Linked DNA regions of Hordeum vulgare: region 1 is linked to region 2. Evidence: chromatin contacts called from public Hi-C data. All regions are on one chromosome and are shown on one strand. Each heading gives the region's core, a stretch centred on a gene start, on an enhancer-like site or on the middle of the called end of the contact. The rest is flanking DNA. Distances are from core to core; before and after follow the strand shown. Region 1 holds the start of LOC123395907 (WRKY transcription factor WRKY76-like). Region 2 has its middle 47 kb from the start of LOC123398327.

Region 1 (6,912 bases), core at 3,451-5,950, 280 kb before region 2:
ATATGCTTATGAGATAACACATGTACCTCTCACATACATCCAACTATGGGTCATCATAAGGTTCATGTTCCTGCAAAAGAATAGGAAAAGCAATGAGCAATTTATTCCGAAGAAGGAGAAGATCAACAAAAACTACAGGAAATCAAAAACAGCTAGGTGCCATGTCAAGATCCTTAATCAAAAGCGAACTATATTAGTTCAATATAAACGGCAATATGAAAAGCATACTCATTAGGAAGCATTAGTTAAGCCAACATATGATTTCTCCTTGTGACTACTTTATCCTTTCACATTCAGCTCCCTGAGCTCCTTCTCTTTGTCACATGTATCTTGGAAAAGTAGTCATCATGAAAGCTTTAGACGGAGTACAAGGGGATTCCATTAGCTTTAGAAAAATTCTAGTACAAGCGAACGTTCGAGTAGATGTAGATTAGTTTTGAAATCCACAACATACACAAATTAAATTTTATTTCTGTTATATAACTTATTATAATCTACATCAGAGAAATTATGAACAAAGTAAAGGACTACTTTTCTATTCTCCTTGTATCGACTATAAAGGACTGTAGTCAAATAAACTAGAGAGCGATAGAAATAATAGTAAACTTGATCACAAAAAATTGATTAACAGGGTGCTTATAAGGTATCACGACATGCAAGGCAAATGCTTCCCTATTAATACGACAAACGTTTTAAGCTCAACTTAACTGGAAGAACAACTACAAAGATTTCAATACAAAATCGTAAGATTTTTATGCAAAAACATTGAGAGTAGCATTACTGCATGCGGAAAAGATCATCATTTTAATTAGAAGAGCATAGCCTGTGCATCCTTGATCACCACATCGAACCCCGTTCTCTCGGCAAGCACCCATGGATTGATTTAACTTGATCAGGAAGACAAGTAATAGTAGGCATGGTCAACTGAAGTAGTGGATTAGGAGCAGCAGTCACCTCAAATCTCTTCCTTAGTGTAGTCTGAAGAAGCTTTTCAAATTTAGAACGAGCTGACCCAGCACCAAAAGCAGAGGCATTAAAAACACTAATAGCCTTGTTCATTGCACGTTCATGTGCTTCTCGCATTGCATCCTGCCAAAACTAACTTATCAGAACCTCCCGAAAAAGCGGAAGGAGCATCTTGCTTATTAGCAATGCCTACCTCTTCTGTTTTTTTTTTGCAGTCAAAAGAAGAATTGTAAGTATCCACAGCAGAATCATAAGCCCTCCAAGATTCGGCTTCATCCACACTACATAACAAAAAATTATGAGACAACTCCTCCTCAACAAAAATAAGATATTGAAATCATGATAAACAGTAGAGATACAGTAACAACAGAGCAGTGAATCGCTAACCCTCAAAAAAACGAATGACTGTAGTTGCTCACCAGACCGTTTTGTCACCTCACTACGTGTAATTTCTCTAAAATGTTCACTATGTTGTGGAGTTCAGAGTTGTAGTGTTTGCATCCTCTTCGGGAACTAAAATCGCGACGGCAGCGAAGCTTCCATTATATGCGCAACAACAATAGCACCAACATGCATTGTGTGTCTCCCACCACCAGAGGCAGATCCATCTCTTCCTACAAATGGGTTAAAAACGTAGTGAATCCGACATGGGCATCCACGTCCCGCTATTGGATATTGACCGAGGAGTCCCTCGGGTCATGTCCACATAGTTCTCGAACCCGCAGGGTCTGCACACTTAAGGTTCAGCGTTGTTTTATGCGTATTTGAGTTATATGGTTGGTTACCGATTGTTGTTCGAAGTCCCGGATGAGATCACGGACGTCACGAGGTTTCCGGAATGGTCCGAAGATGAAGATTGATATATAGGTTGACCTCATTTGATTACCGGAAATTTTTCGAAATTACCGGGAATGTACCGGGAGTGACGAATGGGTTCCGAATGTTCACCGGGGGGGGGGGGGCAGCCCACCCCAGGGAAGCCCATAGGCCTTAGGGGTGCCGCACCAGCCCTTAGTGGGCTGGTGAGCAAGCCCAAGAAGGCCCCTGCGCAGGATAAAAGAAAATCAAAGAGAAGAAAAAAAAGGGGAAGTGAGAAGGAAGGGGAGGACTCCACCTTCCAATCCTAGTTGCACTAGGATTGAAGGAGGATTCCTCCTCCCCCCCTTCGGCCGACCCCCTTGGGGCTCCTTAAGCCTCAAGGCAAGGCCCCTCTCCTCCCATCTATATATACTGATGTATTAGGGCTGATTTGAGACAACTTTGCCACGGCAGCCCGATCACATACCTCCACGGTTTTTCCTCTAGATCGCGTTTCTGCGGAGCTCGGACGGAGCCCTGCTGAGATTAGATCACCACCAACCTCCGGAGCGTCGTCACGCTGCCGGAGAACTCATCTACCTCTCCGTCTCTTTTGCTGGATCAAGAAGGCCGAGATCATCGTCGAGCTGTACGTGTGCTGAACGCGGAGGTGTCGTCCGTTCGGCACTAGATCGGAGCGGATTGTGGGACGGATCACGGGACGGTTCGTGGGACGGTTCGCGGGGCGGATCGAGGGACGTGAGGACGTTCCACTACATCAACTGCGTTTATTAACGCTTCTGCTGTGCGATCTACAAGGGTACGTAGATCTGAAATCCCCCTCGTAGATGGACATCATCATGATAGGTCTTCGTGCGCGTACGAAAATTTTTGTTTCCCATGCGACGTTCCCCAACAGGCGGGGCAGCCATGCCAGCCAGGGAGTCGAGCGGTCGCGAGGCCAAGAGCGGGGAGGCCTAGGCGTTCGGAGCGGCACGAGCCGAGAGGACGACGGGTGGGGCGGCCGGGGCGGCATGGATGGCAGCGACGGCGCCCGAAGCAGAGGCCATGAGGCGGCGGCGGCATACGAGACGGAAGCGATTTAATCTAACCTAATGTGATATCATATAAAACAAGGTTTAGGTGAAAACTGCTCGACACCAATACAAATGTGGTTATCTTATATATATATAAGAGGTATACAGTCTAATAAATTTTTTGACTTAGGACAAAGCTGAACATTTCTATATTTTGGAACAGAGAAATTAACAAGTAAAATTTCAAATTGTGGTGCGATTCAAGTTATCTTTGTCATACCTTCTTTTCCCCTGATACATTATTTTTCTGTGGTACGATTCAGATCCTCAAATAGCAAGAAAAATGCAAATTATGCAGTACAATTCGGGGGAGAACTAGGCCCTAAATCTCAGCAGAGAAGTGCTAGGAACTTCCTTTCTGAAGCTGTACAAGAAAACCGCACGGGCGGAAGTTTCTGAAGTATGCACAGTCTCAACAGATTCTACTTGAATGCTAATAATCCGGCAGCTTCCGCAGGATGGCGGCGGCGAGCGCGTCGGTGAACTTTCGGTCGCCGGTGAGCTCGCGGGCCATCTGCTCCACCAGAGCCGCCCGGAACTCCGGCGACGCGACCTCCCGGCACACCTTCTTCAGGTCCGGCTGCGCCTCCCCTGCTGCCTCGACCACCTGCACACCTCCCCCGTCCTTGGTGAGGTCCAGCGTGATGGTCGGGCCGGAGGAGTTGATGGAGATGGAGCACGGCACCGGGCCGCCGCCCCCCGCCGCGCAGCTCGGCAGCTCGCCGGCCCGCGTGGGGCGCGGGTGGTTGTGCTCGCCCTCGTACGTCGCCTCCACCATCGAGCTGTCCTCGGCGCTTCTCTGCACCTGCACCACCATGGATAGAGATTAGTGTCAGAACATAAGCTTCTCAGACCGCACAAGCACAAGATGCTGCTGCTGCTGCAGCACAATGCTCGTCGAATTGGGCGGAGTTTGTACGATACCTTCTTCTTGACAGGGCAGGACGGCGCGAAGGCGCATCGGAAGTAGGCTCGGGGGGAGGGGTTGTCCCGTGTCACCTTCTGCCCGTACTTCCGCCATTGATACCCGTCTTTCACAACCTTCAGAATTCAGAAGCAATCGATCTCGGTGTAAGTACAGTTGCCATTGTTTTCAGCTAAGCTTTGATTGAATTGATTTGGCACTTACGAGGCTCGTGTCCGATGGGTCGATCCGGGTGCAGACCCTCTTGACCTTGATTCTCCGGCAAGTGCCGTTGCTCAGCGGGCTCTCGACGTCAACATGCTCGGCCTCGACCATACCAGTCATCTTCTTGTCGCTGTTGCCATCGCCGGAATCCGACGTGTCCATGCTCTCCCTGCTCCTTTTCTTGCCCACCGGTGATGTCGGCGACGCGGCGGTGCTCGCGGGCTGCTCGCCGTCCCCTTCGGGGCTGTGTCGCGCGAAACTCTGGTTAGCGTACAGGTAGCCGATCATCTCCGTCAGCCTCCGGTTCTCCTCGCTTACCTCCGTGAATTTCGCCTCCATCATCTTACTAGCCTGGAAATCCCCCACATTTCGAAAATCAAATCCAGCACCTCGAGCGCGCGAAAAGCGGGAAAGAGACGGAGTGACAAACAACGGAGTGTGGTTGAACGGTTGCATACCTCGCCGTTGGTCATGGAAGCTGCTCTGCCGCAGGGTGAGCTAGCAATGTCAGCTTGGGTTCTCATTCCGGCGCGCCTCGCCGGAGACGGCTCGCGCACCATGGGTAGCCCGACCATGAGGTCGAGGCAGACGGGCGACCACCGCGCCGTTTCCATTGATCAGCAATTACACGGGCACGACCCTGCAAACTTCCTACCACTGTGAACCTGAGAGGCTGAGACTGCGATTACTATGCTGAAGAATCAACCAGGAGCTCGAGTCATCTGAATGCCTGGCATCCCCAAAGGGCCGGTAGATATAGCGGGAGGTCGGGGGGACATGTCGTTTGGACGGAGCGGGACGCCGCGGTCGCGTGGGAAAACGGGGGCGCAGTTGTCAGACTGGGTCCGTGGGTCGTGCCATTATTGAATTCGACGTAGTACGTTCGGGTAGTGTCATGCCGCAACGTCAGCCTTGCCCGCGTCATACTAGCAAGCTGCAAGGTGCGGTCGCGGTCTCTGCATCGCTTTTACAGAAAAGGAGGTTAAATCCGACCTACAGTTATTTTTATTAATTATTTTAATGAAGGTACGACAAACATTAAGCTATATGAAGTTATCACTCACACCTATAAACATGATAATAATTAGTGTTCTCATTATTCATATCAAATACTGATGTCATCATCGATCCATCCCTATAACGTATCCGAACAACAATCGATGCAGCAAACCTAAATCGTATACCACTTGCGCAACTTTTAGAAATCCTCATCATCATCGAACCGTTGTCTCATCTTCAAGAGAGAGATCTGCATCACCCTTGTCAGTCCGTTCATCCGTCAACGCCACCACGAAGCCCAACGACGTCATCGCCATGCGCTCGTCCATCCTGACATGAAGGCTCCGGAAGATCTGTCGTGCGTACCACCTGCCGAGCAGGCATGACATAGCGTAGCAACTGTCGGTCACGCATGACTTGGCATCTCCACAGAAGCCCCGTTGAGACGAAGCCACTCCACCGCCTTCCTGTGTCTTCCGGCGCTACTCCAGAAGCGATGCTCCAACAGAGACACGACACCGTAGTGTCGCCATCGTGCGATCTGAAAGACCAGATCCTAGGGGTTCCTCGGGGCAGCACGAGTTGGTCAACAGTGGTTACACGACGATGTCTTCATCAAGGTAATGAAGCAGAACGCCGCCATCGCCTAACATCGGTGCGGTTTTCACCGGTAACTATGTCTTCCCAACTCGCAACCGGGACTAGATGACGAATCTCGAGATCCAACCACCCAGCCTCAGGCCGACCACCTTCGACACAGGAGATGACCGCCATTTCCAGCTGCACCGGCCAGAATATATCTGATCGAAGGTGCCGCCGAGCAGTCCACCAGGCGCTCAACGCCGCCGCAGATCTGAAGCCGGATGACGCATCGCCGCAGCATAGCCCGTCACCGCCACCCGAACCAGGCCACCCGCCGCACGCAGCTGCCCGTGACCGGCCTGCCCGACGTGCCTGCAGTCGCCGTCGCCTGAGGCAGGGCCGGCCACCGTCGTCGACGATGCAACCATCGCCATCGCTCCGCTAGATCGACCATGCCTCCGCACGTACAGGGGGCCCGCACCACACGGGAGAGAGGGATGTCTTCGCTACCGCCGTCAGCTCCGAGCATTGCCTGGCAGCGTCCCTCGACGGTGAAGGAGAGAGGGGAGGAGGGAGCGCATGCCCTCGACGGCTGGGTTTGGGAGCCGCCCGAGTCGCCCTAGAGGGGGCGACGCGAGGGCCTGATGTTTCCTAGGTTTTATGCCCGACTCATGGCCAAATTCACTGTTTTGACATTTTTCTGAATGTTAAGCCGGATCTGACCCTAGTGGGAAAAAATTCGGACCTGACCCTTTTGTTACCAGTGGACCCCTTGTCGGTAGGCTATAACAATCTACCGCCGAGGTCCGTGGCGGTAGGTTGCACGCCTATCGTAAAAAGAATTCTAAGTTGCAGATACAGTGCGTGCGCATACCTACCGTCGGACGCCTTGGCGGTAGGGTTACTTTTGCTACCGCGAGCCCTTTAGCGGCACGTCATTTTCCTACCGTCAAATGACGGTAGCAAAAGGGTTAGATTCATTTTTTTTCCTTATAGGAATCGGATCCGGTTTTACTTTAGAGAAAGGGTTAATACAGTGAATTTGGCCCGGACTCGTTTGTTTGTATGTCTTGGAGGAGCTACTGCGTCGTGTGACGAAATAGTACTGTGTAGATGAAATCGAGCACACCAACACAAAACACACGGTGGTCCTCGCAAGAATCTCGTGCAGTGAAGGGGCGTGGAAATGATGCACATAATGCGATCATACCTGGCGCCTCGTCGTCTGAATAATTCAAATTGTTGATGAAGTGCTTGTTCCGTTCAGATTCTAAGTGGCATATTTTTGCACGAGAAGGGTGCGGAACTTCAACGATTTCTTTTAGGCTATCTTCTCTAACA
Region 2 (6,086 bases), core at 3,573-6,072:
ACTTCACTATACGGGATACCCATCGGTACTTGAAGGGTATAGTGATGCGAATTGGATCTCTGATGCTGAGGAGATGAAGGCCACTACTGGGTATATGTTTACTCTTGGGGGTGGTGCTGTTTCCTGGAAGTCTTGCAAGCAAACGATCTTAACGAGATCGGCAATGGAAGCAGAATTAACAGCATTAGACACATCTGGTGTCGAAGCAGAATTTCTTCGAGATCTTTTGATGGACTTACCTGTGGTTGAGAAGCCGGTTTCAGCTATCCTTATGAACTGCGATAATCAGACGGTTATTGTCAAAGTGAAGAGTTCAAAGGACAATATGAAGTCCAACAAGCATATAAGAATGAGATTGAAGTCTGTCAGACGTTTGAGAAACTCCGGAGTGATAGCGTTGGATTACGTCCAAACGGCTAAGAATCTCGCAGATCCCTTTACTAAAGGGCTATCACGTGTTGTGATAGATAGTGCATCGAGGGAGATGGGTACGAGACACACATGAGTTGCCATGGCAGTAACCCAACCTATATGATCGGAGATCCCGTGAAGTTGGACCTGGGAAAACAAGCCAGTGGTGAACTAAGGAGAGTAACTTTACTAACCCACTCCGTTGGAGATGCAATGCTCTCGGACACTGTATGGTAGGATGACTACTGTCTTAATGTGTTCTAAAGCTTATGTGTAAGCAAGATGATGTCCTACAGAGCGATCTTTGGAGGAACACACTTATATGAGCTTGACTGCTGGTCACAGTCTATGAGATTTGGGTGATCTCTAGTAAACTCATCAATAGGCCAGGAGTGTGACTAATATGCTCCACCCGAGGGGTCACCTTCGGCAGCCTAGTACTAGTAATACTTGTGGTGAAGCTTCTTTACGCCAAGCTGACAATTCAAGGCATAGTCCATTGTCAAGTTGTGAAGGAGTGTAGCTGCTTGCTCTAGGTGAAGCTCAACCTTAACAGGTCTTTACTGAAATGTTGATATATTAAAACAGTGATTGGAACGAGAGAACACGATGTGCCCTTGAGATCTGGTGGGGGATTGTTGAAATTAGTAGTGGGCCTTAGGCCCATAAGAGAATTTCAGAAAATCTCCAAGGGCCCATGTAGGTGGTGGCATGACAAGGTGGTGGTGGGAAGTTTAGTCCCACCCCGCTAGTGGAGGAGATGTTGGACCCCTTTATAAGGGTCTCTCTTTCACATGCTATTGGAGAGTGAGAAGAGAAGGTGCCCTCGCGCACTCCTCCTCCGCCGCCCGCCTCGCCACGCCACGTTGCGGGAATGAGCCGAGCCGAGCTCATACCTACGCGCTTATTTTTGTCGGTGAGGAACGAAGAATATGTAACGGTTACCGACTCGGACGTGGGTTCGGCCCACGTCTCTCCGCCCAGCCACCTTTATAAGCAAGCTAACGCCTACCCTAGCCGTCACGAGAATCAGATCACATCTGCCTCACGCGTTCGTTCCTTTTGCTGCTGCTGCCGTCGGCGACTCCGTCTCGTTTACCGCGTACACGGTCGACGGGAGAGCAGGCCTCTGAAACCCCACCTCTCCGGTTCCTGTACGGGAGAGTGCTCGCCTCCGTCCGTCTGCTTCGTCTACGTCTGCGTCGCCTTCGTCATCGCCATGTCTTCACCGACCGAAGCCGACCATCTGGCCCTTAAAGCTGAGAAGAAGAGGGCAGAGGATGCTGCTTCCAAAAGAAGCTTAGGCACGATGGTACGATTGAAAAGTACAAGGCTAGGCCTGTGGCCAAGGGCTATGCCCAGAAAAAAGAAGAAGATTTCTTTGATACTTACTCACCTGTGGCTAGACTGACCATCATTCGAGTACTATTTTCATTGACGGTCTCTCATGATCTTCTCGTTCATCAAATGAAAGATAATGACGGAGCCATCGTTTCTTTTCCATGGCCGGATTCACAGTGCATAGCTAGACGCGTGGAGGCACGACCTTGTGTGTGTACACACGTTGCAAGATACGAGGAAACGCGAAAGCATCTGCGAGGATGCCGTGCACCCTATAAAGGAAAGATCCCTTCGGGGGCATCCGACAAGAAGGAAACAAATTAACGCCGGTCCATGCCCGCTTGTTCGCGCTAGCCTTTTCCTCTTCCATTGACTTCACCACCGTATGCATGCATTCATCCACCAACATGCTGACCGTGGCATGTCTTTCATGAACAGACGTCATTTCCCTGACGTCGTGGAGAACGTAGGTTGATTACGGCGGCGACGGAGATATTCTCCGAGATGATGGACCCATGGGTTCTCACGGGACTGTCAATTCGCACATGTACGTTATGGGCGACCACCATCTATAACCGGACCGTTTAAAGCAACTCCAATGAAACGATGCAAATCAATGTGTGATTGAATTGTTAGATAGATCATGATATTTTTAACTCATCAGGGTTCAAATCCTGGTGTTTGTATTATTTCTGGATTTATTTCAGAATTTTCGGGGATGCGTTTTTAGTGAGAGGAGACGTTCCCGTCGATGACAAGGCGCCTACGGTGACTTTGTAAATCTTAAGATGACATGTCGGCTCAGTCTTTCGGAGATGGTTATAGGGGGTAGGGTGTGCGTGTGTGTGTTTATAGAGACGAATGTATGCGCGCGTATATGAGCGTTTGCGTCTGTACTGTGTTTAAGAAAAAACTCCAATGAAACGATTCAAATCATCCGTTCGTGTTTGTTTTGGTCGACGCAGACAAAAATAAAGACCTAACGCGTCGATTCAAACTCAAAAGGCGTCCACTTCACGTCTATACGCACCTATTTTCGGTCTAAAATTGAGTCCGAAATGCATCGGCGCGGATGCGGCGTGCGCCTTTTCATGTTCGGGTCCGTCCACACGTGGCGCCTAGTCAAAATCAACATTGTCTTTATTATCAATGACCGTCCATCACGGACCCACGCATCAGCGACCCACATACGTCCTTTTTTCATCCGAGCGTGCGCGCGGGGAGGGGGAGGGGTGCTCATCCTCTTTCAGAAGTCGTCTCCATCCACATCTAGCCACCCGCTGCTCCCCCGCCGACGGCAAATCATAGTCATCATGCGTTTCTTCTCTAGCAAAGACAAGGGCAAGTTCCCCGTCATCCCTGTCTGCGCGCTCCCGTCGCCAGCGTCTTCCCGTCCGCCTCGCCAGCGGGTCAGCATACGAGTGCACCAGGCGAGGTGGCGTTGAGGGCACCGCGTACTCCTCCCCCCCTACCTCGATGTTACGCTGCCTTATCGTCCCCAACAACGATGACAAAGAGGACGCCTAGGGCAGCGCGTCTCCTCATTTTTAGTTTATTTAATTTTATGTTTAATGTAATGTGGACTATCGCCGGCCTTCCAGGCCGCATTAAATATTTAATTAATGGTTTTCCATATTTTTAAAATATTTACTTATATATTTTTTCAGGTCATCTAAAAATGGGTCGCTCGAGCGCAAGCGCGGACCCAATTGCAAAAGCGGACACAGATGTCCATCGGGCCAACCCAAACGGACAAAATACGGACATAGTGCGCGTCCGTTTGGGTCAGCCGGTTGGAGTTGCTCTTATATCAGTCTCTAACATTCGGACAAGTCGACCGGTCACAAAACATTATCCAGTCAGGTCCTTCATACAGACCTCAAACACCCGGGCTGACCGGCATTCCTCATATCCAACCCTAACATGAGGCGGATATAGGGCAGTCCGGGCACGCCCGCCACGCCGTCCTGACGACGTGGTCCCATGCGGACTCGTCCAAAAACCCAAAGGTCTGACGTGCGCCTCGATCGTTGCCGTGGTGTGAGTGGCGCCGCTCCCACTCGCCGCCCGAGGCCATAGCCGGCTACTTAAGACTGTTTGCATCCCCTAGCCCTAGCAGATTCACATCCTTCCTCCCTTCGTTGTCACTCAATCCCATCGGCCTCCTCCCCCTCCCCCCCCCTTCTCGGCCTCAGTATTGTCCGTTGTAGGATCAGCACCTACGATCGGCTCACATCGGAGTATCGAATGCAGATCGAGGCAGAGATCCAGGCTCACGCGTCGCCTGCATTGCTGGGGGTCTCCCTTAGGACTCGTCGAAAATGGAGGAGGAGGCGGAGCAACCGGAGGAGGAGGTGTCGGGGGCCATGGAGGAGGACGTCCAGAAGAAGGAGGACGCCCGGAGATCCATGCTCTAGGCTTGAACATGGCGAAGGCGGGGGTGGAGTTCGTCGTCGCCCAAGCTGACAAGATGACGGAGCAGCAGGTCATCCTGGATTCTATCCGGGATGAGGCCGAGGTGGAGTCCAATCGTCGGCACATCCGGCAGAGGCAGGCGGGTGCCGACGCCCTTTTCGACGAGCTTGAGGCAAAAATAGCGGCAAAGGAAGCCGCAACGGATCAACCGGAGGCATCGGAGGGGGCGCAGTAGAGGCACCGGAAGGGGCGGAGCTGCACCTGCCGCATATCTATCCATCGTAGGGCACGGAGATCATCTAAATCTCCGACGTAGATAGTTTATACGTAGTATGTAGGTCTATATGTTTGCATGCTTTTATATAAATTTGAAAAATTTAATATAAAATATTCAGATGCATTACTTTTTTTTAGATGTGTCCGGTCAATTCATACGGACACGTTCGGTCACGTCCCCACACGTTTAAAGTATCATTTTTATAAGTTTTGAATGTAGATGCTCTTACGCATCCACGTTAATCATCGCTTCGTTGAAGGAAAATACTCCGTCTGGTCACTCTTCTACTTTACTTCTTGTATTATATTGTAATGTGTACCTAGTAGTATTTCCTATCGCCGCGTCCTTGACCTCGAGTCTGTAGGTTTTGTTTGTGCAAGTGGAGCATTATTGATGGTATACATTTTGCAAGTTGTGACCCGTGAGAGCAACGAGGAGCGAACAAAGACTGGCCGTGACCCATGATAGCAACGAGACCGGACAAGAAAAGAACCGGAAAACTAGAGCACACCTACCTATTTGATGCCTTAAGCCCACAATCCCAAATAATTGTCCATTTTAAAAAAAAGTTTATACTTAGAAAACTCCATATATTGGGGAAAAAAGAGCATCGCAATATAAATAATACAATAAAATATTCATTTGTGTTTCAAAACGTTTTTACATAAAAATATATTTGTGCATATGAAAGCTCATGTATCTTCTCCTCAGTTCCTAAATATAAGTTTTTATAAAGATTTTATTAGGGGGCTAGATACGGAGCAAAATAAATAAATATACATTCTGAAATATGTCTATATACATCCTCTAGTGAAGGCTCTAAAAAGAATTATATTTAGAAACGAAGGGAGTATATCTTCTCCTAGTACCATATTTTATAACACATGCAGCCATGCCACACTAACCAAATTACTTACAGCAATTTATTGCATGCATGTGTGGGTCCTTCATATCTATCCATTTTGTCGAAAAAACTTGTTCTTCAAATAAATGTATCTAGCACCAGGGTCAAGATTGGAACAAGCTTTTTGAAACGGAGGGAGTAGTTTCCTTATCCTATATTTCTTTAACTCTCTTTTAAGTGATAACTCATGACACATTATGTGATTAAAGGTAAGCAACATATTACTAATAATACTAATATTCATATTCACACAATTTTTTATCTAAATAGCTTGCCCTCCCTACCATGTGTTAAGAGTGCATGCAGCTATAGCAGATTAACCAAACTACATGATACCCCACGCGTTGTTGTGGAAATTGGTTGACAACAGTTGATAAAGATGAAATCAGAAGTTAAAATACATATGACTTGTTATATTTGATCATGTATAATTGTAACAATATTTATTGAATATAAGTAGAATGATTAAGTGAAAAACATTTTTTCATGCATGGTCGAATGTTGTGGTGAGTCCCTTCCCATGCATGATTTGCATGTTGAGGTGAGTCTTATCTCATTCATAATTATATGATGAGATGATATGTTTGCATGTTGAGATAAATAAATTATAGGGATGACTCTCTTAGGTATATGGGATTAATTTTAGCAATAAATTACATACATGCATACCTCCTTTCTACCTAGTTTTTTTTCACGACCGGTTTCCAAATAACAGATTTAATTGGAAATCAGCCATTC

The links. A called contact is a pair of places that touch in the nucleus more often than the background predicts.
Region 1: a Hi-C map of leaf shows a contact between it and region 2, with 6 times the contacts expected there. The contact joins the promoter of LOC123395907 here to the enhancer-like site in region 2. A contact is called at or near these places in 4 of 6 Hi-C or Micro-C datasets (leaf and seedling).

The regions. Positions count from the first base shown.
Region 1 is chr5H:446,045,959-446,052,870 of MorexV3_pseudomolecules_assembly, reverse strand. LOC123395907 (WRKY transcription factor WRKY76-like) reads right to left here and starts at 4,700. Exons shown (of 4, transcript XM_045090933.1): 1 at 4,449-4,700; 2 at 3,991-4,341; 3 at 3,786-3,902; 4 at 2,972-3,666. The coding sequence starts at 4,604. The coding sequence ends at 3,295.
Region 2 is chr5H:445,768,042-445,774,127 of MorexV3_pseudomolecules_assembly, reverse strand. No RefSeq gene overlaps it. Among protein-coding and RNA genes, the nearest start is that of LOC123398327, 47 kb to the right of the region's middle. Within about 2 kb of position 4,822, at least 1 of the 3 cell types and tissues checked has open chromatin away from gene starts, as enhancers often do. A contact at or near this core is called in leaf, where this site is marked.